Linked DNA regions of Mus musculus: region 2 is linked to region 1. The links are chromatin contacts, called in public Hi-C maps. All regions are on one chromosome and are shown on one strand. The core of a region is the stretch at or near the end of the contact, and the rest is flanking DNA. Distances in the headings are between cores, read along the strand shown.

Region 1 (7,209 bases), core at 299-2,798:
CAAACAAACAAACCAACAAACCCAGCACCACAACCATGATTATTGCTGACCAGACACCACCGTTTCTACTTGCCACTTCTCTCTTTCCTTTCTCCCGAGTCTTCCTCTCACAGAACAACACAGTCAACGGGGGTGGTAATATATATCTGTCAGTCATCCCGGGTGGTTTCAGACCCTGCCTTTGCAGGGATGAAAAAGAAACGCTCTAAAGGAATAAGTAACTACACACCGTGTGAGTAGGTCTTCCTACTTCCCTTGGCCTCGTTTTAATTCTCCCTCCTGCCTCCTACCAAACACATCTTTCCAGGTGGACTGCCATTCGCTTGATGGGATTGCTTTCCTTCTGCTTAGCAACTGGCTAGAGAAACATCATCAAAAGACCCCCACCCCTCTCTGCCATAACCAAAGCGTCACTCTCCCTGCCCACTCATCTGTGCTAGAGAGGATTAGACTGAACCTCGGGTGGCAAAGAGCAAATGCTTTGACACCCCCCCCCCCCCAGAGAATTGATAGCCCTCTGAGAACAGCACAATGTGCTCATGAGACAATCAGAAAGCTTCACACAGAAGTATAATAGGCTCTAACATGAATATAATTAATGATCAGGCCGGAGGAAATGAGCCAGCCAGTTAAATAAATATTTATTTAAGCAACTGTGGCAGACCCACCTGCACTCAATGGATTTTTTTTTTTAGCTTCATTAAAAACCTAAATTATATACATCCAAGAGACCAAACGGGTTAATATACATCAGACCTATGTGCAGGTTATAGGTACACAAGCTAAGAGAGTCCCAGCATTAAATTACCTTAAATGCACTCGGCTTTTGTCTACGGAGCATCCGCACCTGTGAATTCAATTGACTTCATGCCTAAATTATTCAGAAAATATTGTGTTAGCAATGATTATTTTCAGACTTTTTTTTTCTTTCTTTTCTCTCTTCCCAAAACCCTAACAGTACAAGGCTGGTGAAGGAAATGAGAGGATAAAGGTTGGAGCTATGCAGATGGTCTTGGGACACTGGCCTGAGGAGGGCCTGAGTAGAGATGGAGTCTTAGATGATGTTGGTTAGGCTATAGGAATCTATGAGATTGCTCTAGTAGAGGTGAGGGGAGACTTGAAACAGAAATCAGACCCTGCCAGGAGCTGGGATGTGAGAGATAATGAAGGCAAGAACAATGAAGGAGGCAGCAGAAATTGGCAGGACGTAATGGTGGTGGGAATAAAAGAGAAACTTAAGTGCTGAGTTACTAAAGAAAAGAAGCTGTTTGCGGCTGCCCCTAATCTAATGAGGTAAATAGCTCAAAGGGCAACTGCCAGTCATGGCTGCTGTTAAGAGCTCCATTGCTCCAGGAGGAAGATTGGTCTAATCTAGTTTAGCTTTTCTTCTGTACTTTTCCTTGAATGCTGTGAATGGAGTTCAGGCGATTCACAGGGGTATCGCCCTGGAAAACCAGTTGGCTGCCAAGACACCGCACAGAGTGACATTCACTGCCGGTGACTCGAACAGAGAAGGATCTGGCATTAGTCCCGTTGGCAGGATGAGGCTTTTTATCCCTCTCTCTTTCCTTTCCCTGGGGCATGGCACACACCCAAGTCCACTCTCGGATCAGGCACGCAGTAAGTAAGGACTAGAAAGGGGTCTTTTGTCAAACCAGACCTTCATCCACCAGCAGGGACTGGAAACTCTTGGAAATTCTTCTATTCCAGGCTAGGAAAGAAATAAAGAAAAGCAGATGGAATGGAGTGATTGACAACCTAGACCGGAAACTAAGGAGGAGAAGGGCTGAGATCAGAGATCTAGGCACAGAGCAATTTAAAATACTAAGAGGTGGAAGGGAACAAAAAACCCCTTCCGTACAAGGGAGGGGCTCCCAGGACCCTGGGAAAGAGGTGACAGTGTGGGTGGCCTTGGGAGTTAAGAACAAAGGGCAGGCGGGGGTGGAGCCCTGGGAAGCAGAGCTGCGGTTAGGACTAGAGCAGATGGTTTGAGCAGGAAGTCGCTGTTCTGAACGTTCTTCTGGACCTGTCATTGCATGAGATTGATCAGCTCGGCTCTGTCTGCATCCAGAGAGAAACTCTGCCTTTCCGCGGAGGCACACGGTAGCCAAAGCCACCGAAATGAGAGGATGAGCCAAGTTACGGATCGCATCTCATAATGAGAAACGCAGGGGTCCACTGCAGAGTTCAGAGTCACCACCTTGCTGGCCAGCCAGGAGAGAAGTCAAATGATGGCCCAAGGGTGCAGATGAGCCCACAACCGGAACACAGGTGGCCTGCCGCATAACTCATAGCATAGAGGCAACCTACGCAAAGACACTTCCCCTACATACAGTGTTTAAATGACTCCAGCAGCCTTTGCAGCTTAAACTTTCCTCCTTTTATTTGTCTAGGCCACTGAAACTACCTGCATCCACATTCACTGGGGGAATCTGAAGTGTCCATATACCATCAAGGTGCTATCCAGGCTTGCCAGAATCAATGTCTTAAGAGATTTCCTGGAATCGGCAGTTTTTAAGAAGTCTGCACGGAATTTATGGACCCTAAATACAGTTGCATGATAATCACTCAGTTTCTTTGCAGTCATTGAGCGGAGCACATTTATTTAACTAGGTTTGTCTGATTGTATTTATGATCCGAGGTCTGAAAAGCAAATCATTTGTCTCTTTCCCAGTTTGGGAACTTGTGCCTATTAAATTGTCAGTGTAAGAGGGGAAGTGGGAAGCTAAGTGTTGGCTTTGTTTAATGCTCTCTGGTCAGTCTTTTGACGGATAATAGGACTTCCCAGCTTTCCATTAGAGCTCAGACCTAGACCTGGCAGCTGGAGGATGTGAGGAAGGCCCTGCCCATTGGGGTTTCTGCATGGAGATAGAGGTAGAGTTAGGGGCCAATGAACCAGTCCAGAGGAAGAGAGAGATAAGAGCTTGGGTAATTCTTCAACAAGTTCTGTCAGTTACTTTTCTGTTACTATGAAGAAACACTAGGACAGAACCAACTTAAAGAAAAGTAGTTTATTTTGGCGTATAGTTCTGAGGAATAAGTGTCCATCAGGCCAGGCACGGCAGCAGGGTCAGGAAGCAGGGAGGTCACATAATTCTACACATTCCAGAGGCAGGACTGCAGGTGGAGTGAGACTTTTCAAGTCTTAAAGCCCACCCTTAGCAATGTATTTCTCCATCAGGGCTGTAGCCTCTCCCACAACAGCGCCACCAACTGGGGACCAACTGTTCAAACACCTGAGCCTGTCAGAGACATTGCTCACTCAAATGACCATACATTGTAACCCTGCCTGGCAGACAGCATGACCTCCTGAGCCTCTCTTTGTTCCCCGTCTCCAAAAGGGTACAAGTTGCTTAGTTTCCCTCTAGGATCACACTGAAGCTCTGCTTCTGCGACCTACTTGAAACAGGCTTCTAGCAGACTTCTCCAGGAAGTTGTGAACTCCCCGGCCTGGCCTTATTTTTGACTTAGCTTTTTCTTCAGCACTGTTTCTGCCATTGCTCGCCCCCCCCCCCCCCCAACTCCTGACAAGAACTTCTGCTTCTTTCTCCCCACAGAGCAACCAGCCTAGGTTTCAGAAAGACCACCAGTTATGGCATAGGGAGAGCCAGGCACAGGCTGGACCTGCCTCTCAATCACTTTCTCCTATGCCTCATGCTGAAGTCTCCCCCTCACTGCAGAGAGCTACAGAAAGATCTTCAGTCAAAGGAAGAGGCTCAGCTGTGCTCGCTTACCAGACTCTCCTCAAAGAGCTGGTTTGGGTGGTTTTAATACTGCCCTTCAGTCCTTAGACATGGCTGGGGTCAGTCTGAGAAAATCAGTGTGGCCACACAGAGGAGAGATTTCTTTTAGGAGATGTAGGGGTAGATGTAGGTATAGGACATGTGGCAGTCTGTTGCATAAGAGATGAAACAGAGGAGCAGGAAGAACAGCTGAGCCAGGGGACAAGTGACACGAGATGTGGCTGGAGTGTGGACAGAGGCCATCCTGATGGGTCCTCCCCTATGCCGTGCTAAATCCCAGAGCTTTATCCTGTTGACAACAGTTACCAAAGTGGATTCTGTATATTTCCCATTGGGGGCAAGCCAGCTAAGCTGCTGCTAGTGCATTTTAAAAGATTATAAATTATAGTCACTAGTAAACATAATTATTGATGTACTTATATATTTTTTAGTCTTAAAAATGGAAATAATGAGCTGGGCATGGTGGTGCACGCCTTTAATCCCAGCACTCAGGAGGCAGAGGCAGGTGAATTTCTGAGTTTGAGGCCAGCCTGGTCTACAAAGTGAGTTCCAGGACAGCCAGGGCTATACAGAGAAACCCTGTCTCGAAAAATCAAAAAAAAAAAAAAAAAAAAAAAAAGGAAATAATGAACCTACCAATTTGTGGTAGCTGGGTGTTTGAAATATGCTCCCCAGGCTGATATGTTTGGACACCCGATCTGCAACCTGTGTCATTCAGGTTGTGGGGCCCATGTGGTTTGCTAGGTCAGTAGGACAGAAACAGTTCATGATGCTCTTGCCTCGCTAGGCTAAGAAGTTCCCCTCAGCTTTTAAGGACCTCAATAAAGGCTGAAATGAACTGGGAACTTCAGGACTTGCTGGTATAGTGAAGCAAAGTTGGACATTTTATTAAAGATATTTAGATACAGGCTTAAGCATGAGAGTTAAAAGGCACTCAGAAGAAAATAAGATATACCCAAGTGGCAGGATGTGTTTCCCAAGGTAGAAACGACGCATCCAAGTGGTGGCTGGGTACAGGCTCTTCAAGATAGAGTATGCAATTAATTCTTAGCCTTAACCATATATACCATTTTGATGGCTCTCAACTTGTATTTCCAATGTTTGCTAAGAAATCATCCCCCCTCCCAATTTTCTTTTCTATTTCTTTTGATAAATAAGGTGGCTCTGAAGATGCCTTGGATGAAATTACAGTCTCATAAGGTAAAGTCAAGAGTCAGTAGGGTTGCTCAAAGGATTTACTGTGTGTCTTTTTCCTGTAAATGGGGTCTCTGGTAAGATTCCTACAAAACTGCTGGTTTGTAGCTTAGAAGAGAGAAAAAAGAGAAGCCACAAGCAGTATTAAAGCTGCTGCCACCATGTCTTCTATGCCACAGTGGACTGTGTCTTAGTGTCACTGTTGCTATGACAACACACCATGACAAAAGCAACTTGGGGAGGAAAGGGTTTATTTGGCTTACACTTCCACGTTGTAGTCTGTCACTGAAGGAAGCCAGGACAGGATTCAAACAGGGCAGCTATCTGGAGGTAAGAGCTGATACAGAGACTGTGGAGTGGTGCTGCTTACTGGCTTGCTCCCCATGGGTTGCTCAGTCTGCTTTCTTATAGAACCCAGGACCACCAGCCCAGGGATGGCCCCAGCCACAATGGGCTGAGCCCTTCCCCATCAATCACTAATTAAGAAAGTACCTTACAGCTACATCTTATGGAGGCCTTTTCTTTTTCTTTTTCTTTTTTTTTTAAATTTAATTAGGTATTTTCTTCATTTACATTTCCAATGCTACCCCAAAAGTCCCCCATGCCCCCCCCACTCCCCTACCCACCCACTACCACTTCTTGGTCCTGGCGTTCCCCTGTACTGAGGCATATAAAGTTTGCAAGACCAATGGGCCTCTCTTTCCACTGATGGCTCACTAGGCCATCTTCTGATACATATGCAGCTAGAGACACGAGCTCTGGGGGGTACTGGTTAGTTCATATTGTTGTTCCACCTATAGGGTTGCAGACCCCTTTAGCTCCTTGGGTACTTTCTCTAGCTCCTCTATTAGGGGCCCTGTGATTCATCCAATAGCTAGTTGTGAGCATCAACTTCTGTGTTTGCTAGTCCCCGGCATAGCCTCACAAGAGACAGCTATATCAGGGTCCTTTCAGCAAAATCTTGCTAGTGTGTGCAGTGGTGTCAGTGTTTGGAGGCTGATTATGGGATGAATCCCTGGATATGGCAGTCTCTAGATGCACCCCTGGATGTTTGTCTCAGCTCCAAACTTTGTCTCTGTAACTCCTTCCATGGGTCTTTTGTTCCCAATTCTAAGAAGGGGCAAAGTGTCCACACTTTGGTCTTCGTTCTTCTTGAGTCTCATGTGTTTTGCAAATTGTATCTTGTAATCTTGGGTATAGTAAGTTTCTGGGCTAATATCCACTTATCAGTGAGTACATATCATGTGAGTTCTTTTGTGATTGGGTTACCTCACTCAGGATGATGCCCTCCAGGTTCATCCATTTGTCTAGGAATTTCATAAATTCATTCTTTTTAATAGCTGAGTAGTACTCCATTGTGTAAATGTACCACATTTTCTGTATCCATTCCTCTGTTGAGGGGCATCTGGGTCTTTCCAGCTTCTGGCTATTACAAATAAGGCTGCTATGAACATAGTGGAGCATATGTCCTTCTTACTGGTTGGAACATCTTCTGGGTATATGCCCAGGAGAGATATTGCAGGATCCTTCGGTAGTACTGTGTCCAATTTTCTGAGGAACCGCTAGACTGATTTCCAGAGTGGTTGTATAAGCTTACAATCCCACCAACAATGGAGGAGTGTTCCTCTTTCTCCACATCCTTGCCAGTATCTGCTGTCACCTGAATTTTTGATCTTAGCCATTCTGGCTGGTGTGAGGTGGAATCTCAGGGTTGTTTTGATTTGCATTTCCCTGATGTCTAAGGATACTGAACATTTTTTCAGGTGCTTCTCAGCCATTCGGTATTCCTCAGGTGAGAATTCTTTGTTTAGCTCTGAGCCCCATTTTTTAATGGGGTTATTTGATTTTCTGGAGTCTACTTTCTTGAGTTCTTTATATATATTGGATATTAGTCCCTTATCTGATTTAGGATAGGTAAAGATCCTTTCCCAATCTGTTGGTGGCCTTTTTGTCTTATTGACGTTGTCTTTTGCCTTACAGAAGCTTTGCAGTTTTATGAGGTCCCATTTGTCGATTCTTGATGGTACAGCACAAGCCATTGCTGATATGTTCAGGAATTTTCCCCCTGTACTCATATCTTCGAGGCTTTTCCCCAATTTCTCCTCTATAAGTTTCACTGTCTCTGGTTTTATGTGGAGTTCCTTGATCCACTTCGATTTGACCTTAGTACAAGGAGATAGGAATGGATCAATTCGCATTCTTCTACATGATAATCGCCAATTGTGCCAGCACCATTTGTTGAAATGCTGTCTTTTTTCCCACTGGATGGTTT
Region 2 (6,681 bases), core at 1,580-4,079, 280 kb before region 1:
TAGTGTTCAGCTCTAAAGAAAAATTAAATCCCCAAAACTTTCAGGAAAGTGTATGTTCTTAGCGAGAATAGTAGTAGATGATGTTACCCAAACTTAGGAGAAAAAGAAACAACCACATCTTCTTCCTCCTGTGCAGATCCTAGCTTATAATGAATGAGAGAGAGAGAGACAGAGAGACAGAGAGACAGAGAGACAGAGAGACAGAGAGAGAGAGTGTGTGTGTGTGTGTGTAAATATGGGCATAGTAAAACACTTAGAAAGGAGACCAAGAAAGAATAATATTGAGTGATGAGTAAGGATGGGATGCAGGCCAAAGAACACTTGAGGAATGAAAAGGGATCTGAGGCAGGTCAACGGTCATTTATTTTTTTCTTTTAAAGTTATTTTCTTTTTATGTGTCTGAGTGTTTTGCTTGCGTATGTTTGCGCACCGTGTGTGTATAGTGTCCATGGAGACCAGAAGAGGTCACTGGATGCCCAGGAACTAGAGTTACAGACCATTGTGAATCATCATGTGAGTGCTGGGAATGAAACCCAGGTTCTCTGGAAGAGCAGCCAGCACCTTTAACTGCTGAGTCAGTGCCTGGATCCATCCTATGTGTTTTTCTTTCTTTCTTTCTTTCTTTCTCTCTTTCTTTCTTTCTTTCTTTCTTTCTTTCTTTCTTTCTTTCTTTTTCTACTTTGTTTTGCTTTTAGGGTGGATAAAGGTACAAAAGTATAACCCACAGTGAAAGTGTAAACTATAAGTGACACTCCATGGCTTCATTTTAACTTTATAAGTGTTTATTTGAGTGGCTACCTTAATCTAGTTCCATGATGTCATATATATATATATGTGTGTGTGTGTGTGTGTGTGTGTGTGTACACACACACACAAATCTATGCCATATATGTTATGTATGATCTATACTATATCCATCAAAATTATAAGTATATATATATATATATATGATATATATGCCTTCAATTTTTAATTATATGTGCTTATGTATACTTGTGTGCATGCATGTGTGCCATGTGTGTGCAGGTGCTAGCAGAGGTCAGAAGAGGACATTGGAGCCTGGAATTGGAGGTACGGGTGGTTGTGCACCATGAGGCTGCTGAAACTGGTCCTAATCATCTGCAAGATCAGTGAGCATCCTTAACTTCTGAGCCATCTCTTCAAGCTCCAAGAACAAGTGCTTTCTGATTTGACAACATAAACCATTACCCAAAGATGATTTATTTTTATTTTTATCTTTTTGTTCTCTTTTCTTTATTGGATTTTAAAAATATTATCTGCCTTTCACTGATCTTCTTGGGTATAACTTCATATTTTAGTTTTTATTTTTAATTTTTTTCAGTTGGAGTTCTTTTTCAGTATTTAAATACAAAAAGTGAGCGCTGACTTCTTTTTTTATACATATGCAGGTCTAAGAGCCAAACTGTACAGAGGAAATGAGGGCCTGCTCTGCTCAGCGCCCCTCTGGCTAAAGCTACAGCTAGCTTCCCTTCTCTCCAGCACACCCAGGGATTCCTGGTGGCTGTTTTGTACTGTAGCTGTAATGGATTTTGTCAGTCCCACACTGTTTACACGTCTTAGCATTTCCATTCTTTAAAATAAAAAAAATGTTAATGGTCAGAGGTGTTTACTTCTTTCCCACAATGGGCACGTAAGAACTTCCTTAGGAGCTTTTACTAAGGGAACAGAGTGGAATGACCTCCACATGGCTGTACTCCAGCATCATGAGTGAGAACAGGAAGTGAGGGCGTTAGAAAGGGCTCAGGTGCACCTGGGGTCCCTCCGTGAGAAACAGAGAAAGTTCCCACCCGGTTCAAATAGATGGATGTGCCAAGGTTAAAAAAAAAAAAAAAAAAAAGAATAAACAGTCCAAACAAAGCTGGGCGTGGTGGCGCACGCCTTTAATCCCAGCACTTGGTAGGCAGAGGCGGGCGGATTTCTGAGTTCGAGGCCAGCCTGGTCTACAGAGTGAGTTCCAGGACAGCCAGGGCTACACAGAGAAACCCTGTCCCGAAAACCCAAAAAAAAAAAAAAAAAAAAAAAAAAAAATCCAAACAATAAGCAGTTCAAACAGAAATGAATTTCAAATTTCGCCTACCAGGACAAATACCGCAGTGACATTCTAGATCTTTCCAGGAAGTGGAAGTTCTAGCACTCCTCCTGACAGCCCCGTGTGAGGCCCTAAAAGTAAGCTACTGCTGGGCTTGCTACTGTTGCTCCGTTTGCAACTTTTCAAAGACAACAGGAAGAAGCAAGATCATGAAGGAAGAAGTGGTCCCAATCCACAAAGTCGCCCTGGAAAATCTGTAATCTTCTGAGCCACAAAGAGTGAGAGATTTAAGGTGGTCAAAGGTGGCTCGGGCGACTGACCAGACCATCTCAGGAAACAAACATCTCCATCAGACCCCAGAGTCTCTCCGACAGGGTCTCCTCTAGCTGCAGCGACGGCGGCGGCGGCGGCCATAGCTGTAGGCCTGTTTTTTTTTTTAAGTTAGGGTCTTAGCCATGATGAAATATCTGACAAGGACAAATTAAGGGAGAGATGGTTTATTCTGGCTCACAGTTCAAAAGAAATCCATCACTGCGGCGAAGCAAAGGCAGCCGGTCACACTGCACCCACAGTCAAGAGGCAGAAGAGTAAGGAATGCATGCTGTGTGTGTGCGTGTGTGCGTGTGCGTGTGTGTGTAGAACACATGCACGCGGGGGGCGGGGGCACGGTGGCTGGAAGAGGCTGTCAGATCCCCTGGAGCTGGAGACAATTGGGGAGCCTCCTGACATGGGAGCAAGTCTAATTGCCGAGTCCCTCCCTACTCAGCTCTTCTACTCCCTTTGTGGAAGTCCAGGAAGTCCCTCCCACAATTAAGATGGGTCTTCCCACATCAATTAACAATAAGCACTCCCCAAAGACATCCTCAGGGGCCCAGCCTTTCCAGATGGTAAAAGATTTTTGTCAAATTGACACTAGCCATCATAGACTACATAGGAAGAACACAGGGTCCTGGCGTCTTACACATGTGTGTCATTATACATTGTTCTCTTTCGTTTCTTACCCCACTGCTTTTCCTTATACTCCCTCCCGGTGCAGCAGCCGCCTGCTTGCCTTCCAGTCAGTCACGGGTTCGCTTTCCATCGCGACCAGTATTTCTCATCTTCCTTAAGATCTCTTCCTCCCCTCTTCTCATCCCCTTTCTAGTTTTGTGACATGCAAACATATATAACACACATAAATTTTGGTTCCATATATGACAGAAAATGGGATTTTTTTTCTGAATCTGTTATATTTTACTTAACATGATTTCCAGGTGTATCCTTTTTTTTTTTTTCAAATGGCATAATTTTAATTTTCTTACAGCTGCTTAAGATTCTATTGCATATGTATTATCAAATTGCTTTGTCCACTTCCTGGATGTTGTGAATATTGCAGTTGTAAACACGGTGTGCAAGTATGTTGTGGACTTCCAGTCCTTTGGGAATCTGTCCAAGAGTGGATAGATTAGATACGTCACATTTCTTTCGTTAAAAATTTTTATTTATGTATGTATATATTTATGTATTTATTTATTTTATGTATATGAGTACACTGTAGCTGTCTTCAGGCACACCAGAAGAAGCCATCAGATCCCATTACAGATGGTTGTGAGTCACCATGTAGTTGCCAGGAATTGAACTCAGGACCTCTGGAAGAGCAGACAGTGCTCTTAACTGCTGAGCCATCTCTTCAACCTTCTCTTTAAAACTTTTAAAGAATTATTTTAAATTATGTTCTCATTTTATTCATTCACTTATTTTGTGTGTGTGCATGTGTGTATATACCACGTGTATGTGTGTGCCCACAGAGACTTCACGTGTATGTGTGTGCCCACAGAGACTTGAAGAAGGTGCGAGATTCCCCGGAGCTGGGGTTATAGGCAGTTGGGGGGCCTCCTGACATGGGTACCAGAGCAACAAGCAGTCTTTAATTGCTGAGCCATTTCTCCAACCCCTTCAGCCCCCACTTTACATTTCTTTATGAAAAATTTCAGGGGACTGGAAAGATGGTTTGGCAGTGGAGGGAACTTGTTGACTTAGGTTTGGTTCCCAGTATCCATGTACTTTATAAGGTGATTCATATCCTTTCCTGACCTCCATGGGTACCAGACATGCATGTGGGCACATATGTACTTGCACAAAAAATACTTCTATACATTAAATAAACAAATCTAAAACAGAAAGAAAAAAGAAAGATGGATTGATTTCAGGGGCTGGAGAGACAGTTTTTTTTTTTTTTTTTTTCGAGACAGGGTTTCTCTGTGTAGCCCTTAGCCCTGGCTGTCTTGGAACTTACTTTGTAGACCAGGCTGGCCTCAAACTCAGAAATCCGCCTGCCTCTGCTTCCAGAGTGCTGGGATTAAAGGCGTGCCCGGCTGAGAGGGCTCAACAGTTAAGAGCACTTTATGTTCTTGCCAAGGACCCAGATTCAGTTCCCTACACCTTTGTCAGGCAGCTTATAACTGCCAGTAATGCCAGCTCCAGGGGTCTGACACTCTCTTATAGCCTCCAAGGGCACCCACGTGTGCATGGAGCATGTAGGCACACACAGACAAATACACAAATACATACATCCACACACAATACACACACAGATACAAATACATACATACACGTACATACACAAACACACACATACACAAACATATACACACACATCAATTAAAAAGTACATTTACAAATAGTTTCAATTTCAAACAAAACATCTCTTTTCTATTTTTTTTTTCTTTCCTATTTTGAGGGCACATTTAAACATATTTCCTTTTCCACCCAGTGTGAAGGCGTAAAAGAGAAGCACAGGTTGATACTTGCGTGAGAACGTCTATTAAACCACTGCGCATACGCCTACCTCTATAAAATGTAAGGTTTCAAATTACCAGAAGCCAGCATAGCGCTGACACTTCTTGGTGAAGACAGCCACCTAGTGGAAATAGGTCTACAAATATTTCAGGATCAGCAAATAAAAAATTTGAATGCTCAGCCCAAGCGCAAACTGCGATGCTGATTTAAGGCTGTTAAAGAAAATGGCTGGGCTGGGTATGGTGGCCTGTATAAAACTCTATATAGCACTCGGGAGGCAGAGGAAGGACGTCTCTGTGAATTCAGGGCCGGCCTGGCCTGTATAGTGAATGGTAGGCCAGACAGCTACACCTTGTCCGAACAAAACAAAAAAAAAAAAAACAATGAAAAGAAGGACTTGGGGATGTAGCTCAGCAGAAAAGTGGTCGCCTAGCACGTGCGAGACCTTCGGTTCAGTCTCTAGTACTAAATAATATAAGCCCCGACCCCCAAAGCAGTAAACAAAAGCCCCCAAACCCAGACAACAAAACAAAATCCACATTCAGATACTGCTTATCTTATGTCTGGATCTGAAAGTGGTGAGAGGAACTGGGGACTGGGGAGGGGCGAGGTGGGGCGGGGCGGGTAGAGTCTGGTACGGTGATCGGTGATCGAGTCCCGGTCGGTGCAGGGCGAGTTGGGGTGGTGCGGTGCGGTGTGGTGCGGGCATTGGCCTTTATTCCCCGTTTCAGGGAGTAGAGAGAGAGCCTTTAGATTAGAGAACAGCAAACGCAAGCGTTGCTTTGAGTCTGCACTGAGGTAGATGGGTTTTCCGAGCAGCTTGTTTACATTGCAGTGGTAGTGGTTGAACCCATGGTGTTCTAGGCCAGTGGTTCTCAACCTTCCTAATGCGGTGACCCTTTAATGCGGTTCTTCATGCCGTGGTGACTCCAACCATAACATTATTTCCATTGCTACTTCATAACTGTAGTTTGGCTATTGTTATGAATCATGATGTGTTTTCTGATGGTCTTTGGTGACCCCTGTGAGAGAGCGATTTGACTCCCAAGGGGTTGCGACCCACAGGTTGAGAACTGCTGTTTTAGGCGGCTGCCACTAACGTTTAGCTGCTGAGGTTCTCTTTCAATCACTGGGTTTTAGAATGCATGAACTTCAACTTTACACTTAAAACTTTATTAGCAGTTTAATAACAAAGGCTACTAAAATGATAAATAATATGACAGTCGGTTTGGTTATGAGTGCTTGAGCTAGGTCAGATTTTATATGCAGTTTTAAAAATTTTCTTTTTAAGCCAGGCATGGTGGAGCACGCCTTTGATCCCAGCACTTGGAGGCAGAGGCAGGTGGATTTCTGGGTTCGAGGCCAGCCTGGTCTACAGAGTGAGTTCCAGGACAGCTAGGGCTATACAGAGAAACCCTGTCTCGAAAAAACAAAAACAAAAAAGATTTCTTTCTAAATTAGAACTAATTCACAATTATGGGTCGTCAGAAATGGGGCGGCGGTGGGGGGGGGGCTGCAGCTTTTAGTGGTAGAACCCTCACCTTGAATTTACAAAATCCTGGGTTTTGTTCCTAAAAAAATGAAAGGGGCACACGTTTTGATAAGCTTTAATAGTTTGGGGCTTTTGGCTTGAATGTGAATCCAGAAATTTAGGAGAGATTCGCCCCTGGGCAGCACATCCTGCTCTGTCAGGGCAGATGGTGACACTCCAAACATCTGGCTGTGTGTAGCTCTAAGAAAGAATTTTGATGTTATGCTACAGAGTTTGATTGCATTTTTAATTTATTAGTATTCTTTTTTTAATATTTTTTATTAGGTATTTAGCTCATTTACATTTCCAATGCTATCCCAAA

The links. Hi-C and Micro-C count contacts between places; a contact is called where the count stands out from the background.
Region 2: a contact with region 1 is called in a Hi-C map of the N1E-115 cell line, with 5 times the contacts expected there. A contact is called at or near these places in 5 of 484 Hi-C or Micro-C datasets (the HL-1 cell line, the N1E-115 cell line, Sertoli cells and 2 more) and 1 of 130 datasets of targeted methods (the NIH/3T3 cell line).

What each region holds. Positions count from the first base shown.
Region 1 is chr19:36,529,285-36,536,493 of GRCm38.p6, reverse strand. It overlaps Gm32143 (a long non-coding RNA gene), which reads left to right. Exons shown (of 3, transcript XR_386676.3): 3 at 2,394-2,571. Among named protein-coding and RNA genes, the nearest start is that of Gm32143, 5.9 kb to the left of the region's middle.
Region 2 is chr19:36,814,404-36,821,084 of GRCm38.p6, reverse strand. No RefSeq gene overlaps it. Among named protein-coding and RNA genes, the nearest start is that of Tnks2, 16 kb to the left of the region's middle.